Regions from separate parts of the Rattus norvegicus genome. Here region 1 is linked to region 2. A link is a contact called in public Hi-C data. All regions are on one chromosome and are shown on one strand. Each heading gives the region's core, a stretch centred on a gene start, on an enhancer-like site or on the middle of the called end of the contact. The rest is flanking DNA. Distances are from core to core; before and after follow the strand shown.

Region 1 (6,616 bases), core at 3,330-5,829, 73 kb after region 2:
AGCCACATGGTAGGAGAGAATTCCACAGGCATGTTGTCCCCCACCAGTAGATAAACGAATGTCATAAAAAGTTGAAAACAAAACCCCGCACATTTTACCTCATTGGCGAGCACGCACTGCTCTTACAAGGAGAAAGAAAGAACTGAATTAACTGAGGGCCAAGGCAAATTCATCTTCCCAGAACTGGGGCTCATGGAGGCCCTGGGCTCACCCCCAGGATTGCTCTGGGCTCTGACCTGTGGACACACCTTTTAAACCATTTCCACCATCTGCCAGGCCCACCTAGGGATGTGAGCTGTTTTCTAAAGAGAGACCCACGACGTTGTCAAAGGCCTTCCAAGTCCAGGACACTGAGGTACACAGAACGAGGCTCCAACAAAGGCCGGAAACCCTCAGAAAATAGGAGCTCACTCTGAAGACAGCTGGCTCAGGGAAGAAAATAACAAAGGGGACAGGATCCGGCCTCGTGGACACATCATAGTAAACTCTTTTGCCTTCAGTACACCGTCACATTTCAGTGCAGCGGGGGACGGTCTTGGTTTTTATGCCACTAGACCTGTCCTCTCCTTCGGCTGAGACCTGTGAGTGTGGGCTACGGATCCTCCATCTTTCCTCCTTCCCGATGTCTCCGGCTTTGGTTTTTGTTGCTTGCTCTCTGAGTGCCTTAGGGCCAGCTGCTTCATATCTCTCAGCAAGCCCTGACTGACAGGCACTCTGTGAGGGAGGCATCAGATAGGCTCTGTGGCAGGAGCCGTAAGAATCTGGGGAAGCGGGCGAGCTGAGCTATGTTCTCTTAAAGGCGCTGCAGCGGTTGGAGCTGTGCAGAGGTGACGGATTCTTACTCGGGGACAGGAGAAAGGCGGTCAGATGGCACTGGATCTGTTACTTGTTGGAGGCAGGTTCTCCCTTTGAAGCTCTGACTGGCCTGGAATTCCCTCTATAGCCCAGATTCCTCCCAAACTCACAGAGACCTGTCTGCCACTCCCCGAGTACTGGGATTAAAGGTGTGTACCACCATGCCCAGTGGAATTTGGATTTTTTTTTTTTTTATCTGCAGGCCATCAGAGGTTTTTGAGACAAGCAGGCAGGCCCTCTGTTCAAATTCATTCTTAAAACTAGGCCGCAGAGGATAAGGAATCCATAAGACTTGGAAACGGGAACACGAAATGCTAGTCTTGTGGGGTCTGGGAAGGGCAGCAGATCTCTTTCATTCCAGCTGTGAGCAGCATCGGCTACATGATGGATGGGACCAGACTGCAAATTAAAAGTTCAGGGTCTTAACCGTTTCCAGACGAGCGCGTAGGATTGAAACTCTGGAGCGTGCTTCCAAATACAAGGCTGTATGGAGCAACAAGCTATGCTGGCGAAGCCAGCCCTTGTTCCATGATGAAGAGTGAAAGTCAGAAGACAGACCGACACAGCAGCCTTGGGCCCTGGGAAGACAAGAAACAATGTACCTTTGTGCCTTGCTTTGCAAGACCTTTGTGCCTTGGTTCCTGGGCTACCCTACTGTTTACCGGATGCCCTTCAAAGAAGCTACCACAAGCTCTAACTTGATAGTGTGTCTACACCTCATCTCCCTCCTTCCCTTCAGTCCCTAACTCTGTTGCTATAGGGTCTGTCGTAGCACTACCATTCACTCAGGCATTGATTAACAACTTTGATGTCACCTCCCATGAGGTCCTGCTCCCCTTGTGTCTCCATCACAACCCTGTGTCTCCACCACATCCCTCTGTGTTCATCACAACCCTGTGTCTCCACCACATCCCTGTGTCTCCACCACATCCCTGTGTGTCCATCACACCCCTGTGTCCATCACACCCCTGTGTATCCATCACATCCCTGTGTCCATCACATCCTTGTGTCTCCATCACACTCGTGTCTCCATCCCGTCCCTGTGTCCATCACACCCCTGTGTGTCCATCACACCCCTGTGTGTCCATCACACCCCTGTGTGTCCATCACACCCCTGTGTGTCCACCACACCCCTGTGTCTCCACCACATCCCCTTGGACCTTTACTTTCTAAATCTCCTCCCATTCGTGTGGCGTTTTCTCAGCTATGACCACTGACTGCCAAGTTCAAGCAAGTCTTTACCAGCTCAGGCTGTATTAGCTACACAAACCCACTGTCCCTCTCCCTGACCTCAGTCTGGATCCCACCCCCACTCTCAGATAAATCCTCCATCCTCCACAGACCCTCTTCACTGATGACCCCATACCGCAGTCCAGTCACTATGACCCAGTGCCTAAGATCCAAACGTCTTAAGTCCTCTTTAGTCTTTAAGAATGGGACAAGTTTTCTTTGGCTACTGTGGGAAGAGGCAAACGGCTGGGCAGTATAGAGTAGCATATGCAATTGGAGACAATGGGCCTCGTGGGGCAAGGTGACAGGATATTTCCTTTGTTGTACCTTCCAGCTATATAATTCATGCTTCTTGAAGGAGGGCAGTCCAGATTGACCGCTGTGCGACTCTAGGGCCTTACTGTGAGCCACCGAGAACTGAACTTCCAGTTGAGCGATCTCTGCTGTGTAGATCAGGGAAGTCTGGTCCTAAGTGAGGGTCTCAGGGTGCTAGGCTGTGTACCTATGTGGTACCATTCCAATCTGACCTGGCCTCCATGATGATTTCAGGCAGCCTGCAAGCTCTCTAGGAAGAAAACTCCACCCAAAAATATGTTTCCATGGGCGGTGGGGATGGTGGCTGAAGGCTCAGAACCTGAGTTTGATCTCCAGGTCCCGCATGGTGGAAGGCAAGAAAGGGTCCCTTGTAAGCTGTCCTCCAACCTCCACACAGGCACCCCAACGTACAAGCAAACAAAGTAAGTAACATTAACATTCGTTCGAACAAAACCGTGGATTTACGGACGTCTTCATTTCTCTCTACTGAGCAGGAGTCTTTCAAACACCTCCGGTACTGAACAGACTGGGTTGTTTGTTTCCTTCACAGCAAGTGGTTTCTACCCATTCTTGGAAGTTTGTCTCAGCTCTCGCCGAGAAACTTTCTCTAGCCTCCACTTCCACCGCAGCCCACACACCATGGGTGTGCAGACACAGACACTTAGAGAGGCCCCAGACTGGATCAGGCCTCCTCCCTGGGCTGATGGAGTAGAGTCCTGCTTACAGTGGTGTCACCAAGCACCTAACACAAGACTGGCCCCTGTGGGTGCTAAGCATTATCTGTGAGGCCCCAGAATGAAACTGGCGAGGGTGGAGACTGCTAGCAACATCTTTGCATGGCTTGGTTTTTTTTTTAAGACAGGATCTATATTGCTTAGATTGGCCTCAGTTTTGTGATGCTTTTTTTCCCACTCAGTCTCGAAAATGTTGAAAATGCTAGAATTACAGAGTCTATAATGATTGAATTGACTGCTTGAATGAAGAAATGACCCAGAAGCAATGCCAGCCATTACTGCTGTTGGGAATGATTGATTTGATCTCAGAAATTAGATTTCTGCTTTCTCCTAAAGGTCTCATCCCCTGTAGAGTTGTAAATGGATGCAAGGGTTTTCTTCATGAAGAGATAACAGTGAAATAGTTGGCAAAGGGCTTGGAGGCAGCAATGCATTTGCATCCCACGTGCCCTGACAGCTAGCAGAGCCCTCAATAAATACTCGCAGAGCAGACGAATCCGGGAATGGGGGCGGGCAGCACGAAGCTCCAGAGAGAATGGTGGGGGCAGACAGCCTGGGATTACACTTTATCCACCATAATCCCACAAATCCAGAAGCCACCTGGACAACAGTTTACTGGACTGAGCCTCACAGTTGCCCACAGGCTTCCCAGAACCACAGAGTCCCGGAGTCAGTGCATTGCTCCTGTGTGTGTGTGTGTGTGTGTGTGTGTGTGTGTGTGTGTGTGTGTGTGTGTGTGTGTGTTTTGCTCTGAGGCAGCATTCACTATGAAGCTCTGGTGGTATACTGTCCCTATCTTTGGAGAGAGACAAAAGGGGGCCGTCAATCCATCCGAGGCAGAATCCACTTGAAGTCTCTGTCTCACCCATTCACAACTCCTCCTTTTTACTCTCAGGAACTTTTATCACGGAAAATTAAAAGATAGCAAAAGCGGGGGTAGCATGTTAGAAGCCTCCAGCATCAAGATGACCAAGCCACGCCGCATCTCGGCTCATCTCAGATGCTATCTCCTTACAAGTTCAGACACAACAGCGAGCGACCGGAATCCGGGATTCACCCGGAGGCCCAAGGGGCTCCACGGCGCGGCCCCGGTCAGGTTCTAACCGAATTTGCTTCCTCCTCTTCCCGCATGGCGTGGGTCACCTCGCCCTGGTGGCGTTCCTGACACCCCACCGGTAGTCCCGGGTGATGTGTCAGTGAGTCTCTCTCCGCGCGGGGCCCCCGAGAGAGACAGCGGGCGCCCGCCACTTCCTTTTTCTCGCTCTGACTAAGACGCCCTCGCTCGAGCCTGCTCCCCGGGTGGAGGCGGGTGCCCGCACGCCCCGCCCAGGGGCGTGGCCAGGGCAGAGGGGCGGGGAAACACCCATATTTGGCCTTATATGGGCACTCACGTCACAGGACGCGCACTCATTCACATAAAACGCAGCGCTGCCGGCGGAATCCCCAGCTTTCCGGGGCAGCGAGTGGCGGGGCCGGGTGCTGAGCGAGCGGGGCGTGGAGAGCGTCGCGCGGCCCCTCGCGCCGGGCTCCGTTTGCAGGCCACAGCCCCCGCGAGGTGGCCCGCCGGCCCTGGGCCGCCCGTCCTCTGGCAGCTGTGGTGAGCGCAGCGTCGGGCCGGCATGAAGGTCACGTCGCTCGACGGGCGCCGGCTGCGCAAGATGCTCCGCAAGGAGGCGGAGGCGCGCTGCGTGGTGCTCGATTGCCGGCCCTACCTGGCCTTCGCCGCGTCGAGCGTGCGCGGCTCGCTCAACGTCAACCTCAACTCCGTGGTGCTGCGGCGGGCCCGGGGCGGCGCGGTGTCTGCGCGCTACGTGCTGCCCGACGAGGCGGCCCGCGCTCGGCTGCTGCAGGAGGGCGGCGGCGGCGTGGCGGCGGTGGTCGTGCTGGACCAGGGCAGCCGCCACTGGCAGAAGCTGCGGGAGGAGAGTGCCGCGCGCGTCGTCCTCACCTCGCTGCTGGCCTGTCTGCCCGCCGGCCCGCGGGTCTACTTCCTTAAAGGTGAGCTTGTTCGGGAGCAGGCTGCCCCTTGCCACCCTGTGCAGGGACACCGGGGCCCCAGGGTTACCTTCCTGCCTAGGAACTCTGCACCGGAGAAAGTCACCACTTGCGGGAGTGTGCACCCGGGGTTTGACGTGCGCTTGGGAGGTCTTTGCAAACGTCAGCTCCCAGGGCTTCCTTCTCCCCACCCGCCTTTCCTCGAAAGCTCTGGCATCCTCTCTGTCCTCTGGTCTGGGTGGGCTGAGAAGGTGCTGCGGGCGATGCTCCCTAGCCGTTCCGGGGGCCCAGAGCTCATGCTGGTCTCTGGCGCCGTTTGCAGACCGCGGGAGTGTGGGGGGCGGGTCGGAACCTTTCTGTACAGATCTGGCGTGATCAAACAGGTCGAGACCCTCACCCAGGAGAGTGGCGCCGCGGCGTCCCCTTTATTCCCGCCTAGACAATTAGAGTGCGTTAGGCTGTGTCTTGGTGGGCCTCTTGCCTTTTTGACCCTGGCAAGTCCCTCCCCTTCCTCTCCCTTTATTGCTTTTTATTGTTAGCCTCCAGCCTCCTCCTCCTCCCCCATCTAGGCCGTTCTCAAGCTTAATTTGGGAGCTGACTGCTTTCCCTCTCCTTTCATCCCCCTCTTCCCCAGCAGGGGATTATCCCTGGGGCTGCCTCCGAGAGACTACCAAGACTACCAACAGGCCAGCCTAGTTAGGAGAGGTGCCACGGGGGCTGTAAGATACGAGGAGATTCTGTGGCCTTTGATTTTAGGCCTTCAAGAGCCGCCTCCAGGCCCAACTATTTCACCTGCTGGGGAGATAACTTTGGCTTCCGGTTGTGGGTGTGTGATTACTCTCAAACCCCACATCATTGATTTCTGGGTCATTTCCTGTGACTACTCCTGCCTTCTAACCTCAAAAGTATGGGAACCCTGGCCTGGGTGCAGAGGAGAAAGCTGACGCCGGTTAGGGCCCCAGAACTCTGATATGGTTCAGAATTCAGGTGCAGTGAGCTGAGCCCGGTGTCAAAGCCATGCAAGTTGGAATTTTCACACTGTAGGCCAGGAAGATTCGAAGGCCAGTGGGTAGCTTCCCAGCTATTAACACCTCTTGCTAACTGTCCCTTGTTGATCCCATTGGGAGATAACAGGTGGATGTTGCTGCAATCCCAGCTGAGCTAGGTGGAAGGGTGGGTGGCCTTCTCTAAGCTCTGCAGAGGTCTCTCTCACGGTTAAAAATGAAGTAATGTGTGTATCCAGAAGGCAATCTGAATAGGGCCGAGGGTGTTTAAGGAAATAGTGTCTTTTTCACACCCTAAAACCTAGTTCCTCTCCAGAAACAGCAACAGGGATTTCTTGTTGGATAATTTCTCTGGTAGTATTCAAAAACAAATTAAATCCATATCCTTCCAGACCCTGCCCCTTTTCACCCGAGTGGATTTTGGAGACATCCACACTATGTGGTAGTGTCTGGTGATAACCACTAGGTTGCTCCCAGCCTGGC
Region 2 (6,563 bases), core at 156-2,655:
GGACGCTCGAATAAATTGCATGACTTTGCTGAGTCGCCCACCTGCTTCGAAAGATAGTTCAGTTCTGATCCCACCACCCCCTTTTATAGGGACAGACAGAGGGTCTTTGTGGGACCCTCTCCAGGTTTCTGGAAGCTCCTGAAGATCTGCCAGGGAAGGAAAAGAGAAGTGAACCCCCATGTATAATCACACTTCCCCAGGGTTGGAAATTTCCAGGGTGACAAGTAGAGAACTGCGTCATCTGGACTTGGTGACTTCCTGGCTGTGCTGCTTGAAAAATCAAACTCTCAAAGGCCAAAGGTCATCTTGGCACACTCCACCTACCACTACTGCTGGAGCTATTTTTAACCTTGGGTCCCTTCTGGTTCATTCCTCCATGATCTCCCAGTGCTGGTTGTTCATGGTTACCCTCTCACCCAGGGTAGGGCCAGTCACACCTGAGTTGCAAGTAAGATAATGTGAAGCCTGCTACACCTCAAAGGGTGGGGCCAGGCAAGTGCAAGTAATTTTCAGGAGGACTCCTTGGAGATCTATATGGACTGGCAAAAAAAGATCAGACGCACGGTCCAAATGTGGAACCCGATCTGGGGGGGCGGAGCCTCACTTGTTGTGGGTTAAATTTTGTGTCATCATAATTCATGGATTGAACTCCTAGCCTTCCACACCTCAGAATGCAGCCTTGTTTGGAAACAGGCTTTTTTTGGTGGGGGGGAGGCAAAAAACTTGTTAGTCTTACCTGTTCTTTTGAAAGTCCTGATGAACCAAAGAAGACTCTCACAACTTAACATTTAATTGCTCCTTAATTGTGTTGTTATTGTCATTGTGGTTTTACATGTCCTGAGGGTTGGACTATGTCTTCTGTTTTCTCTGGTCTGAGAGCTTCAGACCTATTCACTTAGACAAGCCTGCATTTGGCTGGCCAGATTTTAGGAAATAATAGCATGCACGGGTTGATTTATTGGTGCACACCTCCCAGAAGCACCCCAACAGATATTCTCTGGGCAGCAGAACCCCCAGCGCAAGCTGGAGTCACGGTATCTCAGAATCATCCCAGGTGAGTAAAGTTTCTAGAACTTTCCTGAAAATAAAATATCAGAAATTGGGTGAAGAAGGGTTTTCTGCCATTGGTGAGAGAACTGCTGAGCTCTGGGGGGTCCACTGTGTAGTTTCCAGGAAAATTTGGGGCTGACAGGACACTAAGGGTTACCTCAGAAGTTCCCTCTCCTCTCCCTGCCTCTTTCTCACTCAGAGGACATTTTCTGACTTGTTTACTACAAGTTGAACCCAGATAGAGGCTGGGCGGGCTGGGGAGGGGCATGAATCACCACCATCTCCATGGGAAACACGGCACACCACACCAGCCCAGCCCAGCCACTCCTAAGCACGGACCCTGCCCTTTAGCATACACACATCATCTGAGCAGTCACATTGTGGCTGAGCCAGACCCACAGCCAATGAAAGGGCATGTCCTGTGGGCACACGGAGCCTCGCCCATTCTGACTTCGGTACCATGCTCTTCTCGCCCCAACCAGTTCCCTGACTACAGCATTCTCCTCTCCATGCGCAGTTCAGGACATCAGCTGGTCCTTACAGCAATCCTGCAGTTCACATCCACAGTTCTTTACTGGCCCAAGTCTGAGTCTCCCATGCTAGCCACAAACTCACTACACGGCTGGGAATGAGCTTGAACCTTCTAGTCTTCCTTCCCCCACTCGCTGACTGCTGGAACACAGGCACGGGACACTGCTCCTGGATTATACAGTTCTAGGGATCAAACCTGGGACTCTGTGCATGCTAGGCAAGCATTCTACCAGCTGAGCTACATCTCCAACATTCCACCTCCCCTCTTGTCCCACGCAGGCACAGACTCAGATTTGAACCCGACTCTGGCACCAACTGGTTGCTTGGCCTTTGTGAAGCTAGTTTACTCTTTTTTGTGCCCCCGATTCCTCAGCTATGAAGGGAGGCCAGCCATAAATACTTACCCCATCCCGTGGTGAAGAGGTTCAAACGAGAAGATTTGCGTCACCATGCTCGGCACTGTGAGTGGCTCTCTCAGGCACATACCCCGTTTTCCTGTGATGGCAAGTGATGAACAGCCTGGGCTTGCGTAGTGTGGCAGAATGCTTATGCAGAAGCCAGGATGTGCATTCCTATTGCGAAGCAAGGAGGTATGACATCAATCTTACCTGCTTTTCTGAAGTTTTGCAGCCTGTGACTTTTTGCTCAGGAATTTGCACTGATACAAGGGGACTCATTCATCCTCCAAATATGCCCTGAGCACCTGCTAAGGAGGTGACGTGTTCATGGCAATTCTGTGAGCAGAACTGGGGGATGCGAGGGAGAGGCAGTGACTGGCAGTCGTTCAAATTTCCTTTCATCCTTTCCCCTAGGTAAGGGCAGATTTGTCACCTACTTCTACAGAGTGTGTCTGGCGTTGCCTCAGGGAATGTCCAAGGAGCTGAGGGCAGAGAGACCTGTAACCAGGGAGTTGAACCTGCCTTGAGCTGGGATCTCAGTTTCTTCCCCTCCTAACTCTTGGGCCCATAGGAAAGCCAATTATACTCATGGAAACCCGGTTTCCGTTATTAAATAACATAATGCCTAGGTCAGACTTTCCACACTGCTTTCAACTCTTTGTTGGTCCCTCATGCTAACTAACTATATGCTTTCATTCATTCATTCATTCATTCATTCATTCATTCATTCATCTCTCAAACATCCTCCAAATGATCCAACATTACTTTGATTACTATCTTTTGGTAGCTATAGAAGGAGTTGAGGGGATAAGGGAACACTGAGAAATTCTGCCTCTAGGACCCCAGAATTCAACAGTGAAGAAACCTCAGTTTACCTTATACCCTTCCATGTACTGATGTGGGTCTGGCAATCAGAAGCCACTGACAAGGGACTAACCCTTTCTCAGTCAAACCCAGTGGACAAGTGGCTCCTAGGATCTAGGCTACAAGTAGCCTAACCTCTGGGCAGGTGCCCGGGGTAGACATTCCCCTCCTGTTGGACAATAGCCAGCGGGAACCCAGCCCTTCTACCTGAACTCATGACCTGTGTTTCCTGTCTCTTATCAGAAGATTGGTTCTAAAAGGAGGGCTGGGTGGGCTCCCCAGGGCTCACTCACAGTTCAGACAGGAAGTAGGTGGGAGAGTTCCCAGACACATCCCACTCTTTCCTTCAGAACAGCAGGGCTTTGTACCAGTCTTTCCTGCAGATCTTTGCCTGACAGAAGTAGAACAAGTGGCCACTCCTAGCTGCAAGGAGGCCTGGGGGATGGGGGGATTTGGGAGGTGTAGGGGTGTGGGAGAATGAGAAAAGAGTGTCATAACTGGCCTAGGTCAAAGGTCAGGGAACTTTTTCTGGAAATGGTGAAAGTCAATATTTTGTGGACCATTCAGTGTGTGTCACTAAGGGCTGGCAACTGTATTATATAAGCGCATACTGCTGGCCTCCATAGAAGTGTTTATGCTCATTTACATACATGCAAGTTCTGACGGTTCCAAGGTACCACAAAATATTAATTTAACTTTCTTCAAAAATATAAAATAAGGTGAAAAATCTATGTCCTGGGGCCTAGTGGTCAAGAACACCTGCTGTTCTTCTGGCAGACTGACAGATTTTTATCCTCAACACCCATTTGGTGGCTTACAACCTTCCTTCCAGGGGACCTGATGTCCTTCACAGGGCCCTTTTGGACGAAGCACTCACATATTTTAAAAATCTGAGTTTTTTAAAATCTGTTTTCAGGGCCCCCAGCAGAGCTGGTTTGGTAGAGTGCTGGTCTAGTGTGCACATGGTATCACATAAATGAGGCTTGATAGCACATGCCTGTCATCCTCAGCTATGTGGAATTCTTCCCAACTTATGGTTTTCATTCCTGAGTGAGTCTCTCCGTCGCGTGAGGCAGACTCATGGGGCGCTCGTCTTTCTCTCACACTGCCCATCACAAAGCTGGCCCTGCCACGCCTCTCAAACAGACCGACACCCTAGCCGGAGAGTCAGCTCCCCGTTCCCAAGAAGCACCCCAAAGTTTTCACCGTACACACTACTGTTCTCCTCGTCAGTTCAATCTAGGTAATTAAACTGAACACCTCAGAGGTGATTAAAAATTAATCTGGCTTCGACGGGCCCGGAAATGAAATTCAGGAGAAAGTGCTCTTGGCAAGCCTATCTAGAAGTAATTAGGAAACCGTCCTGCTGGGTAAGAAAAGTAACTAAGCCATCACCAGAGGCGTGGAGGGGACAGTAGAGAGGCAAACGGCTGAGGTTAGATGGGAACGGGCCACTTCTCGGGCCTCCTGTCACTTACTGCTGCACTGCAGAAGCTGGTGATTGACAGTAAGGAGCTCTCCTCCCGAAGGGGTGCCTCCCACTCTGCCCTCCGAGTGGGTCCTGGCTGTCCCCATTCCCATCGCAGCAGCCCCCTTCCCTACTTCAGTCCTCCCATTTGCATGGCCTCCTATGTACTCTTTGGAACCTGGCACCATCCCAACGTCCCCTTACCTTTTGCCTCGTGTCAGGGCAGCCTGCTTGCCTTTCCTTTGGCTTATAGCCACTGCCCCTCAAGGATGGCTCTTGATGTAGACCCCACCCCACCCTGTTCTTTCCCCCCACCCCCGTTTCTCATCTCCCAGGCAACAATCCTACTGCTTGAGACACCAGCCTGGAAGCTGATATTCCAGCACGCTGCAAAAGGGCATTTCCTCTTCCCATCACGGAAGCCACCAGGGGCCTTCACACCTCCAGCGCATCCAACTTTCCCATCTGGTGTCTTTGAACACAGTGAACAGCAGGAAATATCTAGTTAACCCTTGAGGGCCGGAGCATCTTTTTGGTGACACTCTGGAGCCTACCAGGGAAACTGTTTCACCATTGCAAGCCGCTCTGAACGAGACGCTTCACATTCTAGGTCGCTCTACGGCCTTCTAAAGGCCTAGGTTACCACCAGCTAAACGTGGCAAATTAAACCGAATTTAAATTTAATGTTAAATTGAAAAAAAAGGAAAATCTCAGTTCCTCTGCTATATTCGTGGCCAGTGGCAACGTTTCTAGGGAATGCAGATAAAACACATCTTCTTGCCAGAAACTTTTACTGGATTCGTGCTCTGCTGCAGATAAGTTTTAAGTGAAGGTCTGACAACTCACCTAGTTTCCTGAGGCCTCCCTGGTGAACTCCAGAGAGGGCAACCCAGGTGTGTGTGCTCATTCTGCACAGTGTCGGAGAGTTGGTGAGCATTGCCTCACGACCTTCAGAAGGTAGGCTGCAGCCTCAACCTTAGACTGAGCCCCAACTCCACCCTCTCTGTGAGGCGTGCCTGAAGTCCATATACAGCCCCACTTCTTAAAAAATAAAGGAAAAAAAAAGAAAAAAAAGAAAAAAAAAAGAAAAAAAATAAAAAAAATAAAAAAATAAAGGAAAAGGGCTGGAGAGATGGTTCAGCGGTTAAGGGCATTGACTGTTCTTCCAGAGGCCCTGAGTTCAATTCCCAGCAGCCACATGGTGGCTCACAACCATCTGTAATGGGATCCGATGCCCTCTGCTGGTGTGTCTGAAGACAGCTACTTATATACATAAAATAAATAAATCTTAAAAAAAAAAAGGAAAAGAATCAGCAAAAAAAAAAAAAAAGATGAAATGGAAAACTCATGAACACACACACACACACACACACACACACACACACACACATGAGACTGAGTTCCAAAATCCACGTACCTAGTGAGCAATTCCAGGGAGATGCTCTTCAGGGTAAAGAACCCCAAAGGCAATGGAGCATCTTGTATCCATTCTTCCACCCATTCTTCCTTCATATCTTAGCTCAGAAACAGTGCACAGTTCCTAAGAAGCCAGAACTTATGTCTGCTTCATCTCCAGACTTTATTATCCTACTAACTACTGTTCTATAGGTAAAGAGACTGAGGCTCACAGAGATGTGGGAACACCTATATATGAAGTCACTTGACTTTACCTCCTCAAATCTGCCCCATTCCATTATGGCCGATTGTCTCTTGCTCCTCTGTGGCTCCCAGTGTATAACCAGGCTCCTTCCTGTATCTCCCTCAGCCACAGTCCTCCGTAAACACTTTTCTGGTCAAAGTTCCTCAAAAGTTTTGTTTATCTCTGTATCTCTAAAACCCGGCACCTCGCAAGCAATCCTCATTTAACGACATGAACACATGGATCTCTTGAAACACCCCGATCGGGGTTGGGGATTTAGCTCAGTGGTAGAGCGCTTGCCTAGCAAACGCAAGGCCCTGGGTTCGGTCCCCAGCTCTGAAAAAAAGAAAAAGGAAAAAACAAAACAAAACAAAAAAAAACACCCCGATCGGAGAGAGGTCCGGGAGTGTGACAGAGGTGAATTGGAGCACTCAGACTACCAACGTGGGTGCCACCTCTGAGTAGAGATATGGAAGAGTTATTGTAACTTGGGGATGTAGCTCAGTGGTAGAGCGGTAACTGAGAGAACGTGTCCCTGTAAGTAATACAGCGTTCCTTCTGAGGAATGGTATGTCCTTGAGGACAGAAGAAATGGATTGTTCTACAGGGTTCC

Evidence for each region. Hi-C and Micro-C count contacts between places; a contact is called where the count stands out from the background.
Region 1: a contact with region 2 is called in a Hi-C map of liver, with 2.4 times the contacts expected there. The contact joins the promoter of Dusp5 here to the enhancer-like site in region 2. A contact is called at or near these places in 2 of 12 Hi-C or Micro-C datasets (kidney and liver).

The regions. Positions count from the first base shown.
Region 1 is chr1:262,539,195-262,545,810 of GRCr8, forward strand. Dusp5 (dual specificity phosphatase 5) reads left to right here and starts at 4,580. Exons shown (of 4, transcript NM_133578.2): 1 at 4,580-5,132. The coding sequence starts at 4,754. It overlaps LOC134485250 (a long non-coding RNA gene), which reads right to left and starts at 4,406. Exons shown (of 3, transcript XR_010063299.1): 1 at 249-4,406.
Region 2 is chr1:262,469,481-262,476,043 of GRCr8, forward strand. It overlaps LOC120100056 (a long non-coding RNA gene), which reads right to left and starts at 5,074. Exons shown (of 3, transcript XR_005499740.2): 1 at 4,516-5,074; 2 at 1,986-2,153; 3 at 788-1,078. Within about 2 kb of position 1,406, at least 11 of the 93 cell types and tissues checked have an H3K27ac peak or open chromatin away from gene starts, as enhancers often do. A contact at or near this core is called in liver, where this site is marked.